Linked DNA regions of Mus musculus: all the other regions are linked to region 1. The links are chromatin contacts, called in public Hi-C and promoter capture Hi-C maps. All regions are on one chromosome and are shown on one strand. The core of a region is the stretch at or near the end of the contact, and the rest is flanking DNA. Distances in the headings are between cores, read along the strand shown.

Evidence for each region. Promoter capture Hi-C pulls out the DNA fragments that hold promoters and counts their contacts. Hi-C and Micro-C count contacts between places; a contact is called where the count stands out from the background.
Region 2: a promoter capture Hi-C map of hippocampal neurons shows a contact between it and region 1, with 9 times the contacts expected there. The contact joins the promoter of Rbm46 here to the enhancer-like site in region 1. A contact is called at or near these places in 5 of 39 promoter capture datasets (cranial neural crest, embryonic stem cells, hippocampal neurons and 2 more), 4 of 484 Hi-C or Micro-C datasets (embryonic fibroblasts, forebrain neurons and nephron progenitors), 3 of 115 datasets of contacts at active chromatin or transcription factors (embryonic basal ganglia, embryonic forebrain and forebrain) and 2 of 9 other capture datasets (liver and pancreatic islet).
Region 3: a contact with region 1 is called in a Hi-C map of cerebellar granule neurons, with 1.6 times the contacts expected there. The contact joins two enhancer-like sites. A contact is called at or near these places in 2 of 484 Hi-C or Micro-C datasets (the N1E-115 cell line and cerebellar granule neurons).

Annotation. Positions count from the first base shown.
Region 1 is chr3:82,404,733-82,408,032 of GRCm38.p6, reverse strand. No RefSeq gene overlaps it. Among named protein-coding and RNA genes, the nearest start is that of Map9, 48 kb to the right of the region's middle. Within about 2 kb of position 1,567, at least 26 of the 459 cell types and tissues checked have an H3K27ac peak or open chromatin away from gene starts, as enhancers often do. A contact at or near this core is called in cerebellar granule neurons, embryonic basal ganglia and hippocampal neurons, where this site is marked.
Region 2 is chr3:82,874,815-82,878,114 of GRCm38.p6, reverse strand. It overlaps Rbm46 (RNA binding motif protein 46), which reads left to right and starts at 1,632. Exons shown (of 6, transcript NM_001277170.1): 1 at 1,632-1,807. Rbm46os (RNA binding motif protein 46, opposite strand) reads right to left here and starts at 1,410. Exons shown (of 4, transcript NR_040382.1): 1 at 1,357-1,410.
Region 3 is chr3:82,798,929-82,802,228 of GRCm38.p6, reverse strand. No RefSeq gene overlaps it. Among named protein-coding and RNA genes, the nearest start is that of Rbm46, 76 kb to the left of the region's middle. Within about 2 kb of position 1,583, at least 15 of the 459 cell types and tissues checked have an H3K27ac peak or open chromatin away from gene starts, as enhancers often do. A contact at or near this core is called in cerebellar granule neurons, where this site is marked.

The DNA.
Region 1 (3,300 bases), core at 318-2,817:
TTATTCTTAGATTTACCCCCCACCCCACCAGAGTCCTATGTATTCAAAATGGTTTTTGACAGGATTTTTAGATTTAACAACTTCCCTGACTGAGTTCTCCATTTCTCCTACTGTACCTTCAATGTCTGAGATTCTCACTTGCATCTCTTGTTTTCTGTTGTTAAGGATAGCCAACTCTTATTCGAGTTCCTAAAATTTGCATGTCCATATTTCCAAAAGTTTGGGTTTTCTTTATTGACTCTACTTCTACTTTCAGGTTTTGAACTGTTCTGTTCATTTCCTTCGACTGTGTTTGCTTAGAAGGACTTATTCATTTCCTCTTTAAGGACCTCAGCCACATTCATAAAGGGCTGTTTTAACATATTTGTCTTGTTATTCAGTTAGGTTGCAGCTCTCAGGGCCTGCTGCGGGAAGATTGTGTCCTCTAGTGGAGACTTAATATCCTGACTGTTAATAGTTGAGTTCTTATGCTGGTGTCTCAGTGTCTGGCCTTGGGAAGATGGTAATTCTAGGTGCTAATATATAGTCTTGACTTTCTTGGGTAGGTGGGGTTTTTATTCTTGATTTTTATTGCCCTCTCTGGTTCTTAAAAGGCTGTGGTGGCTATGTGTTACCTGGCAGGTAATTCCTCTGGGATCCTGACAAGTGTGTCTGCTGGGGCTTCTGGTTAAAACATGTTTCTAAAATACCTTTAAGCATCTCACTTTGCCTTTTCTCATCTAATCCTTCTTGTAAGTAATGTTGACGTCCTTTTTAATTGGGTCTGGATTCATATGTTCTGAGCATGTCAGATCCAGCTAAGTCTCCTTTTTCTTCTCTCTATTTGAAAGTGTATTTTAATGCACTGCCTCACCCCCTTTTCTTTTCTTACAGAAAAAAAATCAAAGGAAATAAAAATGTAATGAGATAGAAAAATAAAACCATGTTTCTAAATATTCAAGTTAACATTGAGAAATAAGAATGGGCAGGGAGGTGCCGTTCTGGGTTGGGGGAGGTCCACAGGTGAGATAAAAAGCAGGATTTCCATCATGATCTGCTCAGTTTCCTAGAAATGGGAACAGAGAGTGAGGAGAGGCCATAGCAGGGGGCTACCCCAAAGCTGGGGGTGATGGTTAGGGGCTAGATTTGAAGGAGAGGGGAAGCTCTGCAGTACAAAAACAAATTTGTTTAGAAATATAAAATTGTATTCTGATGACAAGGGGAGACATCTGGGCCCAAGCAATAATTCAGGAGAAAAATCTCCCACAGTCACATTGACATACGCAGACAGAGCACTCTCTGTGCCATCTGATTTCTTGCCACTGCAGAGTCTACATAATCTGCTGAGATGCTTTCATTTCCCTAGGAGCAGTATACTTGGAGGTTAGAACCTTTAGCACTAAAGCAGCTTGCTATAACAAGGTGCATCTGTCAACAGTGAGATCCTTACCCAAGACTGTGTGGCTCTCTATAGTAATAGGCAATTTTCCTTTCAGAGAGAAAATGTAAACTGTCAGATGGCAGAAGTGCTGTGGAGATGGCAGAGAAGTGCAGAGATGCTGGGCTCGGCAAGCAGTTCACAGATGCCAGTCTCCGTGGGTGGTGAGATAACGTGCCAGAAAAACTCATACACATATGTACTACTTTACAGCAGAAAAGGCAGCTCAGGGAATCAGGCTAAAATTCTGCCAGCTTTGCTATATTGGATAGTTTTTTCTAAATATGTTTCCAAAAATAAATTAGTCAGGATTGACTTAGATCATTCAAAATGGAAATAATAAGTATAAACAACCACTACCAGTTCTAAAATGGAGGGAAAAAAAGGTAGAAATAAGAAAAGTTTTCTCCATTGGATTGTCAGCCTATGACATAGTGAATATAAGCCACAATAAAATTAACAACAACAAACCATGAAGCAGAGTTTTAAACATGTGAGGTGAGATATGGAAGCAACGCAAAAGGACATGGAACTATAGAGTCAGAGATCCCAGTGAGCCAATACCAAAGCAGAACGCGACAGGAGGAGTCATCCTGAGAATAGAACAGGCACACTGCCTTCAACAGAGCGATGGATGGCCCACAGAGCATGAATGAGAAAGGCAGAGGATAATATGTAATAGGAAAGAATATAAAGCATCTCAGGAAAATATGGTATATATGGATGACGGACAAGAACATCTGTGTGCATCTCAGGAAAATATGGTATATATGGATGACGGACAAGAACATCTGTGTACCTCTGAGTTCTCTAGTTTAGCAAATGGAAGACGAAAAATCTAATATATGAATTAAGAAAACATTCCTTATTTATGTGCCTTAACATCTATGCTTTTTAACAATGTTGTCTGGCTCAGACAAATAGAACAATGGAATGAACATAAAGCCACGTGTATTATTGGGCTTGCATACTAGGAGACTTTTGTTTGTTTGTTTGTTTGTTTGTTTGTTTGGAAGGAAGGAAGGAAGGAAGGAAGGAAGGAAGGAAAAACAAAATCTAAAATGAACAAACCACCACCGATCAGGTTATCTTAGAATAATCCAACACAATTTAAGCTTACTTTGTGATAGTTCATGAGTCCAAGAACTAAGTATGATCATGATGCAGGCATGGTTGTCTTCTGTGAGGGATTTCTTCCTTGGTTGCAGAAAGCCACCCTCTTACTGTGTCCTCCTTCATAAGGGAAAAAGGGAGTCACCTTTAGTGTCTGCAGACATCAGTCCCATTCTGTGGCCCCACTCTTGTGACAGCTTCTAAGTTTGTGACATCTCAAATGGCCCAGCATTAAGTAACACCACTGGTTAAACCTGCAGCAGTCAGTCCGTAACAGTTAACCCTCTGGGATGGAAATTCCGTCAGACTCACACCTGCTTCTGAGCACACTCAGAGAAGGAAAATACTAAGTCTTGAATGCACCAAAAAAGTATGGAAAACCTTCCAAATTATTTATCTAGCATAATTTCATTCACATACAAATGTTATAACATTACAACCTTAGATCAGATTTCAGTATTGCAATTCTCAACTATTTTGTATTAAGCACTATAAGATAAAACAGCGCAACCTGAGTAGACCCAAGAGTGACTGGAGAAATCAAAGTAAAAGATCAGCAGTCACCCAGAGTTTGTTTAACTGTAGAACTGACTGACACTAAAACTAAGTGTGTTAGGAGTAAAAGTGTTTTTAGTGATCAGGTAGTTCTAATAGGAACTGCATAGGAGAGAGAGAAAAAATATATACAAGGAAGGTCTTCAGATAATGGACGGAAATTTTAATCATTGATAAAAAGTACTGTGAAAATCTACAATAATCACTGGAGCCTA
Region 2 (3,300 bases), core at 383-2,882, 470 kb before region 1:
GGATTGAATGTGGCTCCTCTGGAAGAACAGCCAGGGTTGGTTCTTAAATGCTGAACCTTTTCTCCTGGTCCCTTCCACTGTTTAACCATTTCTTTCCATTCCCACAGACAGCATAATTTCCCTTTGAGCTGCTGATAGATTTTCTCCTGTTTTCGCCATCAGCAAAGGCTTATCCCAATTCTGGCTTCTTTTCAGACAAAAGAACACCTGCATTTCACATCTTTCTTCATTTGGGTCATCTTTCCCCATAAAGCATCTAAAAATTTCTATTTTGCAGTCTATTCTTAAAGAATTCTCGTAGCATAAAGGTTTCAGATGCCCTCTTCTTGGAAACTTAAGAAATAAAGGCTATTCCTTTATGTTTTGGTTGCAGAAGGCATAAATCTTTTATAGCAGTCAATGAAAAATACATCTGCTAATAAAATTTGCTCAGTTTCTTTAAGACTTTGAGGGAGAGGATGTACCCTGTAACTTGAGTCTTTAACATTGTCTTTCTAAAGCAAGTTTCTAAGGCCTCACTCTAATGACCTTTATGAAACTCTTGTTCACTTGGTTTCCTTTATACTGGGGATGGGGTGTGAAAAGAGAACACACTGGAAATGTTAAGTAGTCCTCCAGGCTACCTCCAAGACCTCATTCACACCTCACAATAAAATATCGCCACCTACTGGCTTCTACAGGCTCCTACAACGACGCTTAAAATCAGCTAGTCTGTAAAATCAAGTCTGTAAAATTCAGACATGAAAATGAATGTGAAGAACCTTTCTTTCCTGGACAAAACAAAACAAACGAACAATGTTTAACAAACCTTCCTCTTGTAGTTTTTGAGGTTAAAAAAATCTTTAAAAACAAAGCCAAACTAGTGTATTAGATGTGGCTCAGGCTTTCAACTTGTTTGGAAAATACTGTGCAGAGCAGAGTTTAGGAATAACTGCTTTCCGAGTTACCAACGCCTCCCAGGTATTGTGCATAGCGTTCTCCTTGGGGGGCACCTTTTGGGATAGTAACATATCACAAGCCGCTTGATGCACACGTTGTGTAAACGCCCACAGCTCTCTTGAGTCGGTTTCCCTGTCTGTAAAACATGCTATAACTTAGTTTTAAAAACCCTGTGAGAACGGACGAAGATGCCCTGGAACTGCTTTTGGCACGTAGAAACATAAAAGGGCTAAAACTCTGTTAACGTTATTTACGATCCCAGTCTCATCATATCTGTTTTAAGGGGAATCAGAAATTAAGGGGCCACCCCTCCCATCCTCATTTACAAAAGTCCCCATGACTGTTTTGCACCCAACAAGGCGTTCAATCAAGATTTGCAAACTTCATCCAGCCAGACAAAGAACTTTCTCAACCTACCTACATCTCCCTTAAGGGAAGCACTGCAAGTTCACTTTGTAACTTTTGTTTAGTAACGCCTTCAAGTCTTCCACGCGCCAAACTTCACTCGCCCAGACTGGCTTTTCTCCTCCTGATTGGCCAGCGAGCGTGCCACTCCAAGTCCCTTTCGCCTGTCGCAAGTGCCTCCTCCGGCCTCAAGCCTCAGTCCCGCCTCCTCGCCCCCACCGGCGGCCGCTGATTGGTCGAGGTGGGGCCACTCCACGTGAGGCACGCTAGGCTGAGGCGAAGAGCCCGTGGCCCCGAGGCGCGAGGACAGCACGAGCGCCACTGGCCACGCCCTGCCCCGTCCGGCCCCGCGGCGACTCCTCTGACCACCGCTTCCGCCCGCAGCGCCGATCCGAAGCTCTGGCGGCGGTTTGTGCTCGTTGGTCCAGGGATTTTTAGGTCTGGCCTCTGAAGACCCGACGGGGTGAGGCGGGAATGGGAGCTGCGGGGGTGACCGGCAAACCGCTGCCAACGGCCGCAGTCGGGGGTGCCCTCGTGCGGGGTCCGGGGCGCCACCGTCGGGCGGTGTCCGCGGGCTGGCCTGCGCGGCCGCCCCGTCGACAGCGGCTCCGGGGTCTCGGGCTCCCTGCGCGGCCGCCCCGTCGACAGCGGCTCTCGGGTCTCGGGCTCCCTGCGCGGCTGCCCAGTCGGCAGAAGCTCCGGGACCTCGGGGTCCTGGCCGCTGCTTCCCGACCTCGCTGGCCTCCCGTCGCCGTTGTGTCCGCTCGCCGCGCCGCCCAGAGTTCCTAGCGGGGGCCGGGCCTCGAACTTTCCGCCGCCCCGACTGGGAAGCGGCCGGGCTGCCTAGGGGATCTGCGTGAGTGGTTGTCGGGAGCCAACTGCCCGACGGGCCGGATAACACTCTTAGTGCAGCCTGGGGTGAGGGAGGACCACGGAGCCGGTCCAGGGGCCCGGTGGATGCTGGTGGACTGGCTTCCTGGTGAATTTATGAGAAGGGGACCCCAGGGGACTCAGAAAAAGCACCTCATTTAGCCTTCTAGAATTAGGTTAAAACCAGGAAGCACTATAGGTAGCATCAAGGTGGTAACAGCCCATCATTTATGAATATGCATGTGGAAATAGGCTAATTTAAATAACTAGCAGTTTTCATTTCAAGGGATTAGGGCAATGAGATGCTTCAGAAACTTCCTTTGTAGTCATAAGAATCAACCTTAGCGCTGTGATAGGTAGATTTGTTTTTAAGTATACCTGTTTAAAATATTGTCTCAATCACTAACTGTGCCACTGAGGACATTCGGATCTTGTTAGCACTGTATTTGCCAAATAACCAACTAATGCCTTATTTCCTGCGTGTGGCCATGTTTTAAGTGCTAATTTTCATATAAGAGTCTTGGACTTTAAAATATTAATGCCAAAATTATAAAACAGCTCATGTAAGGTGCAAACATCCTTATAAAGTAAGAAATATTAAAACCAAGAATATATATTCAACTGTGTATGGGTGAAGTTACGCTTTAAGCGTTCAGTGGTATTGTTTTCATTGGTGGAAAACTTAAGAGGTACCAGAAGTTAAGAAAGGATTGCAAATAAGTAATTTGTGTAAATTAAAAATTTTTAATGCTGTTAACTTTAATATCTGTTGGTTGGTAAGGTAAAAAGATAAGGGGAAATGTGATTTCTGTGTTCAAATTAATAAGACTTCAAATGACACTACAGATGACAGTGTCTTTAGTCAGGAAAGCATTTATAGGTATCTCTCATAAACTGAAAGAGCACATCGCTTTTGGGTTTAGTATTTAACATTTGTTTGCAGTGATTTGAAACAATTTTCCCTGTGTGAGTGCAGCGGCTTGCGTGAGAGTTGGAGCAACTTTCAGGAGTTGCCTCTCTCCCTGGTGGGGTTCAGAGGTGTAACAAGTTCTCAGGCGCAGTAACCCACTGCGCATTGTGACCACA
Region 3 (3,300 bases), core at 334-2,833, 390 kb before region 1:
ATGTTCTCTTTCTGCTGTTCTGTGGAACATGTAGTTACTGTTTCAGGCTTGATTGCTTTAAGCACTCACAGTACAGGTTTGATTTTTAGATTACCAGATGTGCCCCTCTATTTATGTTGTTCCCCCTCATACTTTCTGCACATTGCGTTTAATTGAATTTGCCTAGGTAAAATGCACAGGGACTCATGACTTGTGAAATTGTTAAGTATGACGCTGTCTTTTGTGTGTGTGTGTGAGAGAGAGAGAATTGTTATGATCCATGCTAATTTTGAGAGTCTTGCTCAGGATAGAGAAATGTGCATCCTTGGGGTCTAGACTTTTAGGATGAGAAAATGCAGCTAGCAGATGGACAACTCATGTGTAGATGCTGTGGCAAAGTTGCTTCTTCCATCCAGAACCAATACCAGTCATGTTACCCAGGGAGAACCCCTTTAACTGGGGCCCCAGATAAAGGGGAAAAAGTCACATTGGATAGTTATTTTACTTGGTCCTTGGAGAGCAGTGATAGAGCCCACCAAAGGCCACCTCTAATGACAGAGCACTGCATCGAGTCCTGGTATGTCCACCGAGTAAACGAGTCTTTGAATGAGCAGCCCCTGCTCTGCAGTTGGGTGACCTGGGCTTGATCAGACCTATACTGTGCCTAGGACTCAGTGCCTGGATCTTATGGCCCTGAAGTGAGGGGCTTTGTGCTAGCAGCATGCCGCAATCCCACATTCCTTTCCTCTTTGTGAGTTTGTGTATAAGATGGTGTGGCACCAAATCCTATCCTTACTGGGAAAATGTAGCCAACTTCAATATAAACCACTGGAAAGGTGCTTAATCAATGATAACTTGGGCTGTAATGAAAACATTTGAAATAACACCAGTGACATAATTTATAAAAAAGTAAAACAATCAGTATAAAATATACAAATATACAATACAGATCATCAGATTGAGAGGCTAATGCAGAAAAGCTAGTGTCTTTTACATCTCCCTGCCGACATTCTGTGCTATTTAAATTTTTCTTTTTTATACATCTAGAAAGTTTGAGTCCTATGAAGATGTGAATGGCACTTATCTATAGTCAGCATGATGGAGTCTTTCCTAAAATTAGGATTAGTGTTGGTCCCAAAGATGATGTGATATTTATCACTTAATAAGTACTTAAGTTAAAGGGAGGAGCCAGTTACTCTCAGAATCAGTTCCCTGTAATTCACAACTGTATTAGAAATGCCATATCATCAGTCAAAACACCTCCCATGGTTCTGAAGAACATCACAATCCCACCACTCCTTCTAAGAACCTATGATCTCTTGAGGATGACAATGTACTTGAACTTTGACCACATTCTCTGGGACAGTGATAAATCAAGTGATAGCTGCCTTGGGTTGATAGTTTATTCCATGTTCTATGTTTTCCAGGCACAACCTGGAACTTTACAAGCATTTTGATGCGTTGTATTATCTTCATTTTTATGGACGAGGACACTGAGAGATAAAGTGACTAGCTCAAGATGTAGATTGGAACATACACCGGTGGTTGTCCCTGCCCTGTTCTGGTTTCCTAGTCATTTATATGTCAGTGAATTACACAACACACTTACATGTCATTGCAAGAGCAAATGGGGAAGGACTGGGTGGCTGACTACTGTCTTCATCCAGGACCATGCAGTAGAGATGGGAATGGGGAGGCACAAACCTGCTACAGGATATGATCCATTTCACAGCCTCACTCAGCTATTGGCTCCCAGTGACTCTTCAGATGAGACTAGATGCTAGTACTGTTTCTACAATACCCCACTTTCCATGAAAGTTGTGCCCAAAGGCTGAAGAGCAAAGACTATCTTTTGCTGGAAGATCATCTAAAGCCCTTTTTTCTTTCATCCTGCAGAAGCTTTGAAGTTAGCTGTGCTCACTGAGTGGCTTTCCTGGCACTGCTAGATTGCCTGTGACTACACTTGACCATCTGCTCCATGTGAGGTGCCCACTGATGACAAGCACAGCGAAGGGCCTGCTAGGACTTACATAATCCTCTGAAAAGAATGCTCTAGATTGAATTTGTAAATGAAGAGAAAACAACATTGTGCCACTGGAAATAGTAAACTTATTTTGAAATTCGAAACACACGATTAGGATATTTTAAAGATGTTTATTTCAGTATTTGCCACCTGATAAGTATTATTTTAAAAGGGTTTTTGAAAACAGGAAAATGCATCTAGTATAATTTCTAAATTATAAGGAATGTTAAAAGCCAGTGGCCTTTCAGTTCCCGCATCTTCCTCTTAGTTTGTAATGCTCTCTCAAATGGGGAACCTCTTAGTCCCCATGACCACAGTGCCCATCAGCTAATCTTGTTCTTAATGGCACACAGGAAAAAAATGTTTCACCATTAGAGACACAAAAGACACAAACCAAAGCTGGTTTCAAATGTTCTGTACTATTCCAGCTACACCTAATCAATGCATCCAGAGCTTAGTTTCTTGCCTTAGGAAGGGTAGGCAATACACTATGAATGTGGAAAGCTCTGTTGTATATGGCTTATGTACATTTTTAGATAATAACGTTTCCCTCTTCTTGTCACATCTAAATGGATCTTTTGTATTGCCTTGCTTTAAGAGGCATAAAGCCAAAGTTTTCTTCTTTGTCTTTTCTTTTGATTGGAATTGAAATATCTTCCTTGTACATCTGGCTGCCTTTCATCCCAGCCCCACTTGATGAAGTGCATTGCTTGGCTGGACAAAACCCAGCTCTCAGCTGTCATTCCCACAACTACTGTAAAGTGCCAACTGAAGGCTGTCGATAGAGTCCTTCTCCAAGAATTGCTGTTGGCTGAAGAAAGCACCCTGATCTCCAGCATTCACTCCCTCTGCTAGCTGTCACCATGGAATTAAAGGTCTGATTCCTTACATTTATCTGAAGTCCTCCCAGGCATCCTCCTAGCCCCAAAGTTCCCAGTGCATGAGCAATGGATTTGTCTGGTGCCTGGCAGTCCATCCACCCCTCTGCCCAGTCCTTCCCATGAAGCACACGATCATCCCAAAGAGCCTCCCAATAAGCCTGCTGCATATGCTAGAGAACCTGTCTTAGGTAGGGTTGCTAATGCTGTGAAGAGACACATTGATCACAGAAACTCTTATAAAGGAAAACAGTTAATTGGAACAGAGGTTTAGTCCATTATCATCATGGCAGGAAGCATGGCAGTGTGCAGGTGGACATGGTGCCTGAGAAACTGAGAGTTCTACATCTTGATCTGCAGGCAACAGAAGGGGATTGTGCATCACACTGGGCTTAGCTTGAGCATGTAAGACCTCAAGAC